4 separate regions of the Mus musculus genome follow, and regions 1, 3 and 4 are each linked to region 2. A link is a contact called in public Hi-C and HiChIP or PLAC-seq data. All regions are on one chromosome and are shown on one strand. Each heading gives the region's core, a stretch centred on a gene start, on an enhancer-like site or on the middle of the called end of the contact. The rest is flanking DNA. Distances are from core to core; before and after follow the strand shown. Region 1 holds the start of Pde7b (phosphodiesterase 7B). Region 2 has its middle 16 kb from the start of Gm33510. Region 3 overlaps Pde7b (phosphodiesterase 7B). Region 4 overlaps Pde7b (phosphodiesterase 7B).

Region 1 (2,755 bases), core at 80-2,579, 310 kb after region 2:
ACACAGAGACACTGAGCCTGGAGGAAGACAGGATTGTTACAATGTCTTTCAAGAAAACAGGGCCTTTCTGAGTGAATGTACAAGTTCAAATTGTTCCTACAAACCCAATTTGCTGGCAAAAACGCCAAGCCAATACCACCCCACTTTCCTTTATGTCCAAGGCCTTTCACATAAGCGACAGGGGGCATCTCTGTTGCCGTGTTGGCTCTGACTTCCAGGGTCAGCGCCTTCATCTCTGAACCTCAGGAAACAAGAGGCCTGGCCCACAGTTGTCCTCAATTCTCCGCTCTGGGGTGGGGAACGCAGTAGTCAGTGGCCCAGATATTAAGCCCACAGTGTGGTCTCTTTGAAAAGAACCAGCCACACTTTCTTTTTCAGGCCATTTATGACCCCCTACTAACACCCTTTAAAATGATGACTGCCCTTTGAAAATGGGTTTTTAACCATCCCGATCCACGTGTCCAAGCTAAACAGACACCCTGTGCATATGCATAAGGACTCTGACACTTCCCTAATCCACTTCTTTCCAGTCAGCTTTGGAATGTGATTCAATGTTATTTCCTTCCAACTTGAAGGGCAGCTGAGGTTACAAAGGGATTTGACTAATGGACCAAAACCCGGTTAGTTTGCAGAGAACTTTGACAGTAGAGTGGGTGGGGTCTGGAAGGAGGAAGGAGAGTGTTTGAACTGTGGTCCTTGGGATCCAGCCACCCCCATCCTGTGCCGCACTGTGAACAGACAAGGCAGGCCCCCCACCAGGCCCTCCTGAGGGAAGGCTGCTGCGGAGGCACGCCAGAGCTCAGCTTCCCGGTTTTTTGCTCAAAGTTCCTTGTGATTTGCAAGACCAGAGTCTGGGAAGCTTCTAGGCTTCCTGTGCCATAGATTGACCCCTCACCTGACGCTTCCAGATAACTAGTCTGGGGGGGGGGGGCGCTCAAAGAGTCACGCAAAGCGGGGCCCCAAGTCTTTGCCTGAAGTCTTTCACTGCTAAGCCACTTGACAAACTTGACAAGCAGCAAAAAGAAAAAAGAAAAAAAAAGAAAAAAAAAAAGGGAAAAAAGCTCCCAGAAAACAAAACAAGAGGAAGAAGAGGGAAGGCGAAGGCTGAAGCCTCCTCCATGGCTTTCCCCACTCCCGCTGTCGTTCCAGCTGTAGCCTGGGATTAATTAAGTGCTGTGAATTCGGTGCCTGGGAGAGAAGAGGAAAATGCGCTGTATCTCTAAGGAAGGAAGGAGTCCAGAGACTCAGCAGTGAGGAACCTTAGGCGGTGCAGCGGTCTCGTCTCTCTCATCTCGTCGCCAGTGTTTTGTGCAGGGGCTGGGAAAGCCAGAAAGGCTGTGCCAGGCTGGAGGAGGCTTGTCTTTCCAAGGCTGGAGAGGATTTCACGCGGGTTTGCCTGCAGCTGCCCGGGAAGAAATTCCCCTCTGGTGGCAGCAGCAGCAGCAACAACAACAGCAGCAGCAGCAGGAACAGCAGCAGCAGCAGCGACGGCGGCAGCCCTACCTCTTCTTCTGGGGAACAGGGCAGAATGCCTGTGCTAGAGCGGTACTTCCACTCTGCAGAACTAGGCAGGAGGTGGACGGCCCCAGAAGCTGTGCTACCCTCTTCCCTCAGCAGCAGGCCGGGGTGCCAGCAGGGGCCGCTACCCTGGGACTTGCCAGAGATGATCAGGATGGTAAAGCTGGTTTGGAAGTCCAAAAGTGAGCTACAGGCAACCAAACCGAGAGGCATTCTGGAAAATGAAGATGCTTCCCACAGCTTCCCAGGTAAACTGACTGTGGAGTGCAGAAGGTAACCCGGACAGGTCTCATCACTCTGGGTCCAGTACTTGGGTCAAGGAAGGGAGGCAAGCTGTATGGACAGGGTTCAAGGGCTAACTTACAAATGTTTGTTCTGTTGTAAAAGCATCTCTATGTTGAGCGTGATAGATGCAGGAGTATTAGAATGGAAATCAACAAACTTAGAATACGGGTCAGTTTGCTGCAGGCTTGCCCTGCGGACTTAACCAGGTCAAACCTTCTGCGATTCGGACCCCAACAGCAGAGAGTGCAATCGGATTCTCTTTAATGTCCATCCTACTCCAATATTTCCTGTCCATAGTTAGCAGAGTCTCCAAAAGAGTAATTCCTTTAGGTTGCTATGTGCATGTCTTTAAGTAAAAAATGTATCCTCCAGTTTTCAACCATGCAACATGTGATGTGTATTGTGCTCCTAGAACTGAGTGTGGTCTGCAGGCTTTCTCAATCCTTGCAAGTTACTCAACTACTCTGCCTCAGTTTCCTCTTTGGGCAAGCGATGAATAATACCCCTACAGAGATGAAGAAAGCTCAGGTCATCCACAAGTGTGGTGATGATGAGTCAGAAGGGCTTTTTCATGTCATAAGAATGTGCTGTTTGGGATGGGACAGTCAGTTGGATCTTTCCTGTGTGTCTAATGGGGAGGGGAGCCAAGATACCGTTGGGGGCTCTTAAACTGCAAATGCCACAACTGGTGGCTGGGTGCTCCCTTCCTCTGGGGAATCTGTTGGTGAGTAAAAAGAAGTGGGTTCTTGGAGAAGTCATAGGAGTGTGTTTATGCCTTTTATGTCCCGGCCATCTCCGTGCAGCAGAATCCTGACATGCCATCGGCACTGAGCGATGGGACAGGCAGAAAGACAGACCAAAAATCATCTCCCTTTTTCTCACGGAAATGGGCTGAGAATAAAAATTCCCCTGGTTTTGTTTTAGATAACTTATTGCAGAGAGGTTTGTCGTT
Region 2 (2,978 bases), core at 64-2,563:
CCTGTGTTCACTGGTCAGCGCCACTAGAAATAAATAAAACTATACTTACTACAATACCCATATTTTGACGCTAAAGGTGTAGATCTAATTCCAAGGCTTTATGGTTTATGGGAGTTATTTTACTGACACCATTCCCCAACAGTTAGCTTTTGACGTAGAGTGATTAGGCCTGATATCTTTGAGTGAGGGATCTCAAAGAATCGAGGGAGCATGGCAGAGGAGTATTAATGAGATGGGCACCCAAGAGAGAGAGAAGAACAAAGACCCTGAAGTATAGTTGATCGTAGCGTGTTTCCAGGAAACAGTGGGGAGGGTACAGAAGTGGAAATTATTTTGGGGGGGGGGGTGGATTCGGACAGCAAAAGATAGTATCTGAGAGGTAAACATAAACAATTTATTCAGGAAAATAAGGGTAATGCCTATTATTTGACTGTGTATTACTGGTTTCTGAAGGACACACAAATCAAAGTTTTTATCCCATAATGTAGGTGAAAAGAGGGGCCTGCCATCATTTGTACCATCTACGAATGATTGCGCAATTGTACAAGCCCAAGTTAGTCATTTTTCAATCCAGTATTATTAGGCAGCCATGTGTCCTAGAGTCAGAGCCAGCTTTTAGAGCTACAAAAAAGGAAAAGCTGTATAGTTTCCTGTGCCTTAAGACTAGGTGTGGGAAAATTAGACAGAACACGGAGGGAGGGGTTGTTACAGGGGTGGAGGTGGGGTTTATTAGGTGCTAGGTGCGAGGTCATAAGTTGACAATGTCACTTTCCCTCGAAGATGGTTTTCCAAGTGCTAGAGCAAAGCTTGCCTGCCAGCCACTGGCCTGTTGCACAAATTTTTAAATTAATTGTTTTACCAGAAATTAAGCCTGTGCACAAAGTATCCATCTTTTATTTCAGAAGAGTTTAAACTCATTTAATTTTCATGTCACATCCATTACCGATGCTCCCCGTCATAGATTCTGGGCATCAATTAATGTTTTAAACTTGAAGTGGGTCCAAAAACACATGACTCAAAGGGGGAAGCAAAGGTGACAAGGTACAGAACAACACGGAGCAGTAGGTGACACCCAGCGTGACCCTTCCTGGGGTTAACCCGACACAGACTCAGCATAACGGAAACCAATTAGAAAAGCAAACCACATTCTGTTCTCCTCGGTGCACATCAGGATAAAATAAGGCTCATGTGATATGCAGAGAACATCTCTCGAGTTGGCTTCCTTTGTGCCGAAATGAGGAAGGCTGAGTGAGCCGACTGCATAACGAGCTGTGGGATCAGAGGGGACGCAGGGCTGCGCTGGAGCCTCTGACTCCACACAACTGCAGCCAGCTGGCACCTCCCTGCCCAAGGCGCTTTCATGTGCCTGGCCCTCAGAACAAGAGAGGAAACCTAGGCAGATGCTCCTAAGGATCCCCACCCCCTTCCCTTCCTTCTCCTTCAAACTTGTTTACATTCCTTCTCACAGAGCCTGTGCGGGCTGTGAGAGCTGCTTACATGGCACATCTCCTGAGTGCCATGTTGCCTTTCAAGGGCAGGAAAAGGCTGTATTCTAAGCTGTCAAGTCAATCCCCTGCCAAAACTGTCCAAGCTGATGAGAAGGGTTGTAAATCTGAATGGATGAGGTATGGAGGACAAGAGTCCCATGGGGGCTGCAATCAGTGGGTGGCAACGGGGTTTTCATGTGTATTAAAAAAAAACAGGATAATAAATATGTAAGAATTTTGATAGCAATTTTCTTATGAATTTTTATGAATTTCAAGCTGCCACTCTCCTGGCTTAAGCTAACAGAAGCTGGGCAATTCTTTGTGCAGTATGAATGTTCAATAAATCGCTATTTGATATATGAATTACAATAAGCTGGTAAACATCAAGTTACAGATATGAAAAGGAAAGGGGTCGCTACTGCCTTGACCTAGTTCTCACCCTAGAGCAGAGATGATCAAGGTTAGAAAATCCTGTGCATTTTGATGTGATTCCATTCTGGTCACATCACTGTGTCAGGCTCGTCTTGATCCACTCAGTTAATGGACATCAACTAGTTTAATTTCTAAAGGTGTCCTTTCCCTTTAACTTTTAGAACAGTGGTTAGTCACGACTCCTTGGATGGCGACTAGAAAACACAGATAGTTACATTATGATTTGCAACAGTAATACGTTATAAAGTTGCAGTGAAAACAACTCTAGGGTTGGGGTCACCACACCATGAGGAACTGTATTTAACGGTAGCAGCATTAGGAAGGCTGAGAACCACTGTTTTAGAAGCTAAGCTTTGTATGCATTAAAGTCTTGTCAGAACATAAGGGGCTTTAAAACTCAACTCTTTTGAGTCTTTGAACTTTTTTTCAGGGTGAAAAGTCATTTAGCTTTAGAAACTTTCCTGTTTTGTAACTGAAATCTAATTCTTCAAGGACTCCTAAGTAAGAATTCATTAGATATACTTGATCAGAAAATGGGAGAAGAATTATTGTCAAATCTCCACAGTGCGGTAGCTTAGAAATAAGGCAAAAAACATTTTCAGCATAATTTTTATTAGACATAGTTTCTATGTATACTCATTAAAAAGTATATTTTTCTTATAGATCAAAATTGACATTAGTGTTTTATTAAAGTAATTTTTAATAAAGACAACTACAATGACTAAAAATTGAAATTCAGCTCATAATATACTACTAAATCAAAAGCATTTTCCTGAGAGCTACAGCTATATTAACTTTAGATGTGAAATTGGGAGTTTCCTTGACTTTGAATTGCACGTCAGTACCAGAGTCTAAGCAGCAGGACAAAATTTAATTTCAGCTTTAATTTAATTCTCCCTTTCTTTCCGAATCTTTCTTCTATGTGATTATGCACAATGTTAAAAAGAAATGTGCTTAGTATGTAAGTATACATGGAGCTTCTATGTAGTATCTACAGGAGCACATTTTTTTGTTTTTCAGTAAGTTGAGTTGAAACAAAAGGGAAGCATCTTACTGCAT
Region 3 (3,136 bases), core at 77-2,576, 330 kb after region 2:
TCCTTAAAAGCCACATGGAAACAGCCATTATTTTGTGGCCAACTAAATCCTTTGTTAAACTAAATTAAATATGAGAGGTTTGTGTTCTTATTTTGTGTTTGTGTTTGAGTTTGTGTTCTTATTCATAATACTAATGGCCACTTAAAGTCAAAATTCTATTTAATAGTCACAGAAGGGAATTTTCTTTTGTCTCCAGATTATGATTTTGTTGTGATAATAGCCACTTAAGATTTATTACTTCAAAGCCCAGATCACAGCATGCTGCCATTCGAATTCCAGGCGCAGGCTTATAGGAATTAAGATTGATCACTGTACACTTGACAAAACCCCATGTAGGGAGAAACTTCTCAGAAACCAAGGGTTTGTAAGAAGATCAACAGTGTATCAGGAATCCTCTGGGCCTGATAGTGGGGCAATGCTTTCTAGGCATTCGTAAGAAAGACCACTGGATTTCCTCCGGAGATGTCAGAGTTTAGGTGAACTTAAATTGTGAACACTGTGAAAACATTTAATGTCTGCTTGCCCAGACATACACCTAAACAAGGACGAAAATATTCAGGATGGCCAGCCTAATTTCTAGATGAAGACCCCATACTCCATCCTGCTTCCAGGCTCCATTTCCCATAAAACTAGCAAGGTAGAAATGCTAGCAAGGTATGTGGTTAGTTGCTTTTAAGAAGGTAGGGCTAGGATCTTATTCCAGGCCAGGATCACACGTTGGTGACCCAGGCTCAGGTATGACATCCCACAGTCTTATGCAATGGTGGGTTCAGGAGGCTAGTATCTCTCATTTCTTATCACTTTGTGTGTTTAAAGTATCTTGTGCTGTAAAGCAGGTGGACTAGGGGAAGTGGAAGAGAGGGATAAAGAACAGGGAGATTTTAGCAGGTGGTACTTTACAGAAGTCAGGAAGAAAACACTCTGCCCTGACCATTTGCTTCGAATGACCACTAGACCAAAGGAGTTCCACGAAGGTCTAATTTGAACTAATCTGAAAGAAAAATCTTTGATTTTTATAAGGAAGGATTTCATCAAAAGTGAGGTTTGTGGGTCTGCGATGGAAATAGCTGAAGACTGGCAAACCAGCCACCTAAATACACGCGATTCATTTTTAGACGCATGAATTATGAATGAGCCATTCCGAGCAGACGTTCAGCATGAGCAGAGTTGACATGTCACACTGACCCGTAGTTTGGACCAGCATGGTCAATAGTAACGTTACAGGGTAGGAGTTCAAAGTAACTTGATTCTGAGGCAGATAGAGAAAGGAGAGAATAAATGCGGATACCACGCCTGGCTCTAGTCTCTTGGTGGCTCCTCCGCGCAATTAAACAGAATTAATCAAATCCCAGACAGTGAAGTGAAAGGCACTGCCCTACTTGCTATGCAGATGTAAACGTTCCTTCTCTCCATCCTGAAAGTGAGCCAAACTGGGGGCTGCGGAACCTGAGCCAGGGTGGAACCCTTCAAGGCCACAGCACGTGATTTAAGCTCAGAAGGAAAATGTTGGCAAAAGGGCGGGGCTTTGCCACATTTGATTAGGAAAAGCCTAGCTTTTAGACATAGACTTCTAAGTTTTAATTACGCAAACTCCAAGAACACAGGAGCTCCTTGGGTGCTAACACGGCAGTCACATGACTATTCTCCCACTGCCCACCCCAGCCCTCCCCCCACATCCCCCAGAATTATGTTACTCGGTTTTGCTTACAGTTTCACCTTCTGAATTTCAGCTCTCGCCTCCTCATAGTTGAAATAAGTGGGTCATGATCACCCCACTCACTCCCAGTTCATTATTTTCTCTCCCAGTGGCTGGTAAAGGCCCAGCCTCAAACTCCAAATTGTTCTCCATACTCATCCCAAAGTAGTTTCCACAGCCTGGATTCCGCTGCTGACCAGCTCCGCACCAAAGCGGAGCAGAATGAGGGAGACGGATGAGAGAGGAAGCAAGGAACAACACAGAGTTTAGATCTCCGGTAACCGCTTTAGATGCTCAGGGTCTGTCTGCACACCCAAACTGAGGCAGGTTGATGCTCAGAAGTGAAGACTAAGAGGACATTTGTTTTGGTTTTGAGTAGGTTTTCTGTAAGTGAGACATGAAAGCTACTGTGCCTCCAATACGGTTCTAAGCCCCCAGTTCTCAATCCTTTCACAGGGGCCGCCCGAGACCGTCAGAAAAAAAAAAACAAAAACAAAAACAGATATTCACATTACAATTCATAACAGCAGCAAAATTACAGCTATGTAGTAACAATGAAAATAATTTGCGGTTGGGGGTCGCCACAACAGGAGGGACTTATTAAAGGGTCCCAGGATTGGGATCCACTGCTCCAAGGGGATGACGGGCAAGAAACACATCTCCCGTTCAGACAGGAAAAGTCCTGATTCAAGGACTTACAGAAATACACCATTAACCTGCAGGAGGAGCAGAGCTGACCTGAAAGAATGGCATGTGAACCTGACTCATAGGGAATTTGGCTAGGAGCCAAAAGTAAATGCTCATGGCTATATTCTACCCTAGAATTGCCATTGGATATTTTCCATTTAAAAATAAACTGCAAATATATTGCTCATCAAAGCAATTATGTGTACTCAATATATTTCCTCCAGATATCCTCTTGTTCAGTTTCCCTACTCTGGTAGGCCAGGACCTTCTTATTTTATACCTGGTCGTCAAGAGTCTTTGCCTCTGATAATGCACAAAGCAGAGTCCCTCTGAATGTGGGTCACTCTCCCCCAAGGCTTAGCTCTGCCATGTGCTTCCTCTTGAGTTTTTGGTAGCTTTCCCACTCACCTGGCACCCACACAGACATGATCCACCCCACTTCCCACTTCTCTGCCTCGATTTCCTGCCATGCAAAGAGTAGGGTTTAACAGAATCACTCTTGTTTCAGCCTCTACACATTTATTCTGTTGCCCCTCCTTCAAACATCTGTGCTTATACTCAATGTTCTTATTTCCAGATTTTCTTATACTTAAAGGATCAGCCCCATCTCCACCCTTCCTGAAGGCTTCCTTAATACCCCAGGAATCAGCAGGCCTACACATCCACAGCACCTAGTGCCCTTTCACCTGTATTATAGTGGGGTCATATATATATATATATAGTTTCTGACATCCCCCAGCCATATAAAAAAAT
Region 4 (3,172 bases), core at 547-3,046, 460 kb after region 2:
CCAACCGAAACGCCTGGAAGTAAGAAAGGGGTGCTTCTGCCGTGTTCGCCTCTGGCCCTTGGTCACGCTGACTGGCAGTAGCTCCTAAGTCCAGAGCATTTTAACGTTTGCCATCGGACAGCTGACCTGCATGACACCAGCATACTTGGAACTGCAAAACTGGTCTTGCGTGCCAGAGCACAAACGAGAGTGTGAGAGAAAGTACCTTCTATTTTAATAATAATTATTATTATAAAATAATAAATCTTTTTAACTTTTATATTTCATGCACCAGACAATGGGTCTAAAACTTTGGACAAGTAATACTCTGCGTACCCAAACCTAAGAGGGGGTTCATTATTTTGCTATTGACTCTATGCCACATTGGGTCCGAGATGTGGCACCATTGCGATTTCTGAAACCACGCGTCCCCTCCCATCTGGTGGAAGGTGCTGTACAGCCCGTCCCTTTGCACCGTTAGCCAATCCGTCTTTTACGGATTCAGTGACCTGTTTATATTCACAAGTGTACATTTTCTGTAAATACCAAACGCTACTGATTCCCATGCCAAAATACACGAGTATTATGGGATTGCTACCTGTATAAACAATGGCACTGTGAACAGAATACTGTTAGTTTTAATACAAGAGAATGCATTTGTAAATATGGTATAGAGTTTATTAATATACTGTTGTTCGCAGATAAAGGCCTTAACTTTAAACATTTTTCCTCTTTCCAAAACTGCCCAACCTAAATCCTGACAGATGTCTTTCTGAACTGCCTGCCCCTAGTGACCATCTCTGCTTCCCTGCTAAGGTCACAAGCCAAAACTGAGTACCATCTTGAAGGAAACTTTTTTCGAAAACCTCTCATGCATTGGGAACGTAGTTTTTAATCTATGGCACTAAGTTTGGTTTCCTCAGATTAATGAGCAAGATGTAAATCACTTTCCAGCACAGCAATGCTGCACACAGTTTTAACAAGCTGGCTGAGAAGCTCGTGTTTTTGTGACTCCTGTTGTGGAACACGGGGTACATCCACCTCACGGAAGACACAGCAGGTTTCCTGTCACCTAACCATCAGGGAACTCCCTGCCCCCATGCCACACATTTGTCTGATATGGCTACAATACCAAAGTCCCTTTGGTCCGTGGACGGTTGGTGTGCGTTTCTTTGGCGTTGACAGTAACTGAATTATTTACTTTTTTCTATAGTTTCATGTGAACAACTGCCCAGCTGTTTGGCTGAATTTAATCTTATTTAAGTAAAGAAGCTATTTCAGTTTTATCAGAGACTTTAGCTTTCTAGCAGATTAATGTGGTTCATCACAGCTGCAGCCAGCAGACGCAGCTTGGAATTGTTGTCATCTGTCTGCAGATGCTTGGCTGTAAAATCCAGTGTGTACGCATTCTTACCCAGCTGAACTATGCATTGAGCCTTTTCTTCGTGAGCTCTAGCATAATTAATGTTATATGGAAACTGCCAATGCTTCTTTCTCTTTATCTTAAGTAGTGGGAGAGGGGGCATTTCTGCCATGATCAAGCCACTTCTCAAACTGACAGCAACAGCTAGCTCTTACTTCCTAAGTGCAACTAATGTGGGGCTCTCTGTTTCTCCTAATAACGCAAGTGAAACATTAAAAACTTGCTTGGCTTGGAACACGTTCCTACAGAGAGATTGGGGCTTACAGAGTTAAGGTTGTGGAAGGAATTGGAAAGTTGATTATATTTTCACTAGTATAAGCAAGATTGTCAGATGGGACTAAAGAAAGTCTGAAGAATTTGCGAAGTGGGTGGATGGCGCTGACGTCACTGATATGGGTGAGAAGGGAAGTTGTGAACACAGCACTAACTTCTGTTTTCTGAAGCAGCTACGGACTGACATACATCTTCATTGCTATGGTATTCTGAAGCTCTGAACTTAAGCAAGGCCTCACATGAGAATACAGCAGAAAGATTCCTGCTTCAAAACCTCTTATTTTGGATTGTAGCCATCTGTTTTTATGCATATGAGATCAAAACAAGGAGATCAATTGTTCAGGATGACAAAATAGAAACAGTAAAGAAAACATTGTCTTTAGCCAGTGGAGTTTAGGAAATAGATTTGCTTAAGCTACAATTATATTATAATTGAATTAGGATAGGGCATTCTTGGTAGTTCCAGGTTTATAGGGAAAGATTTTCATCTACCAAACATCTAATAGTTAAAACACAAGAATAATAAAAATCAGAAATAGAATGGAGGTAGACGTGCCTGCATGCTTCTACTGTCTGGAAATTTTGTGAGATCCTCATGTGTTGAGAAAAAATTAACTGTGAAAACTCTTTTCTGCCTGCTAATGGCTCTCTTGGAATAATTTAATACAAGTTGTCCAATAAGTCTTGGAGACACGGTCCATGTGTCAATATCGTTTTAACGCTTTTAGTCTTAGTCTGCTAGCCCACCTAGGTCGTGGATCATCAATTGATGACTTTAGAAAGGAAGAATTCAGAGAGCTACTTTCTTAATAATACATAAAGATCTCAGAGACAAAGAGAGAGAGAGAGGAAGAAAGGGAGGGAGGGAGGGAGAGAGAGGGGGAGGGGGAGAGGGAGAGAGAGAGAGAGAGAGCGAGAGAGAGCGAGAGAGGGAGAGGGAGAGAGAGAGAGAGACAGAGAGAGAGAGAGAGAGAGAGAGAGAGAGAGAGAGAGAGAGAGGTGAACATGAATACATCACTATCAGGTCTGATGATCAAAGCCTACTTTTCTTTGCTGCCATCCAATCCGCAGTCAGACCTGATACCTGAAACCCTGACAACCCATACTTCCGGGTTAGGTTAAGTAAAAACTAGTTGTTTCTCCTCTTCCTGCTTTCAGCTTCCCACAAAGGGCCTTGGAGGGCATCTGCAACCCTGCCTTCAAATAGCCCTTCCTGTAAAACATGGAGATGTGTGGCCTTTTGTGTCGAATCACATCTGCTCAGTGGCGTTGACTTGGTTATGAGCTTGTATTCCTCATGCTTTCTTCTTTTAAGACTGTAAAATTGTGTCATCTTGTGTACACATGTAAGTTTGGGGGGGGGGGGAACAAACCTTGTGAGTTTTGCTCAAAAATGTGGCCTAAATATTCATTGGCATGTCTATCCAGATGAACATTTAAAAATAAAGATAATTTCTTTAAAATATCACAGTATAAAAATATCCTGACTTTCCCCAT

Evidence for each region. Hi-C and Micro-C count contacts between places; a contact is called where the count stands out from the background. HiChIP or PLAC-seq counts read pairs in DNA pulled down with a chosen protein or histone mark.
Region 1: an H3K27ac HiChIP or PLAC-seq map of neural progenitor cells shows a contact between it and region 2, with 4 times the contacts expected there. The contact joins the promoter of Pde7b here to the enhancer-like site in region 2. A contact is called at or near these places in 1 of 484 Hi-C or Micro-C datasets (bone marrow-derived macrophages), 3 of 115 datasets of contacts at active chromatin or transcription factors (bone marrow-derived macrophages, neural progenitor cells and neural tube) and 1 of 9 other capture datasets (embryonic stem cells).
Region 3: a contact with region 2 is called in a Hi-C map of uterus, with 3 times the contacts expected there. The contact joins two enhancer-like sites. A contact is called at or near these places in 2 of 484 Hi-C or Micro-C datasets (bone marrow-derived macrophages and uterus), 1 of 115 datasets of contacts at active chromatin or transcription factors (bone marrow-derived macrophages) and 1 of 9 other capture datasets (embryonic stem cells).
Region 4: a contact with region 2 is called in a Hi-C map of bone marrow-derived macrophages, with 19 read pairs. The contact joins two enhancer-like sites. A contact is called at or near these places in 2 of 484 Hi-C or Micro-C datasets (bone marrow-derived macrophages and embryonic stem cells), 2 of 115 datasets of contacts at active chromatin or transcription factors (bone marrow-derived macrophages and embryonic basal ganglia) and 1 of 9 other capture datasets (embryonic stem cells).

The regions. Positions count from the first base shown.
Region 1 is chr10:20,546,902-20,549,656 of GRCm38.p6, reverse strand. It overlaps Pde7b (phosphodiesterase 7B), which reads left to right and starts at 1,329. Exons shown (of 12, transcript NM_001347366.1): 1 at 1,329-1,766. The coding sequence starts at 1,529.
Region 2 is chr10:20,853,421-20,856,398 of GRCm38.p6, reverse strand. No RefSeq gene overlaps it. Among named protein-coding and RNA genes, the nearest start is that of Gm33510, 16 kb to the right of the region's middle. Within about 2 kb of position 1,313, at least 103 of the 459 cell types and tissues checked have an H3K27ac peak or open chromatin away from gene starts, as enhancers often do. A contact at or near this core is called in bone marrow-derived macrophages, neural progenitor cells, neural tube and 1 more, where this site is marked.
Region 3 is chr10:20,527,256-20,530,391 of GRCm38.p6, reverse strand. All of the region lies in intron 1 of Pde7b (phosphodiesterase 7B), which reads left to right. Among named protein-coding and RNA genes, the nearest start is that of Pde7b, 20 kb to the left of the region's middle. Within about 2 kb of position 1,326, at least 32 of the 459 cell types and tissues checked have an H3K27ac peak or open chromatin away from gene starts, as enhancers often do. A contact at or near this core is called in uterus, where this site is marked.
Region 4 is chr10:20,397,020-20,400,191 of GRCm38.p6, reverse strand. Pde7b (phosphodiesterase 7B) reads left to right here. Exons shown (of 12, transcript NM_001347366.1): 12 at 1-3,140. Among named protein-coding and RNA genes, the nearest start is that of Mtfr2, 51 kb to the right of the region's middle. Within about 2 kb of position 1,796, at least 30 of the 459 cell types and tissues checked have an H3K27ac peak or open chromatin away from gene starts, as enhancers often do. A contact at or near this core is called in bone marrow-derived macrophages, where this site is marked.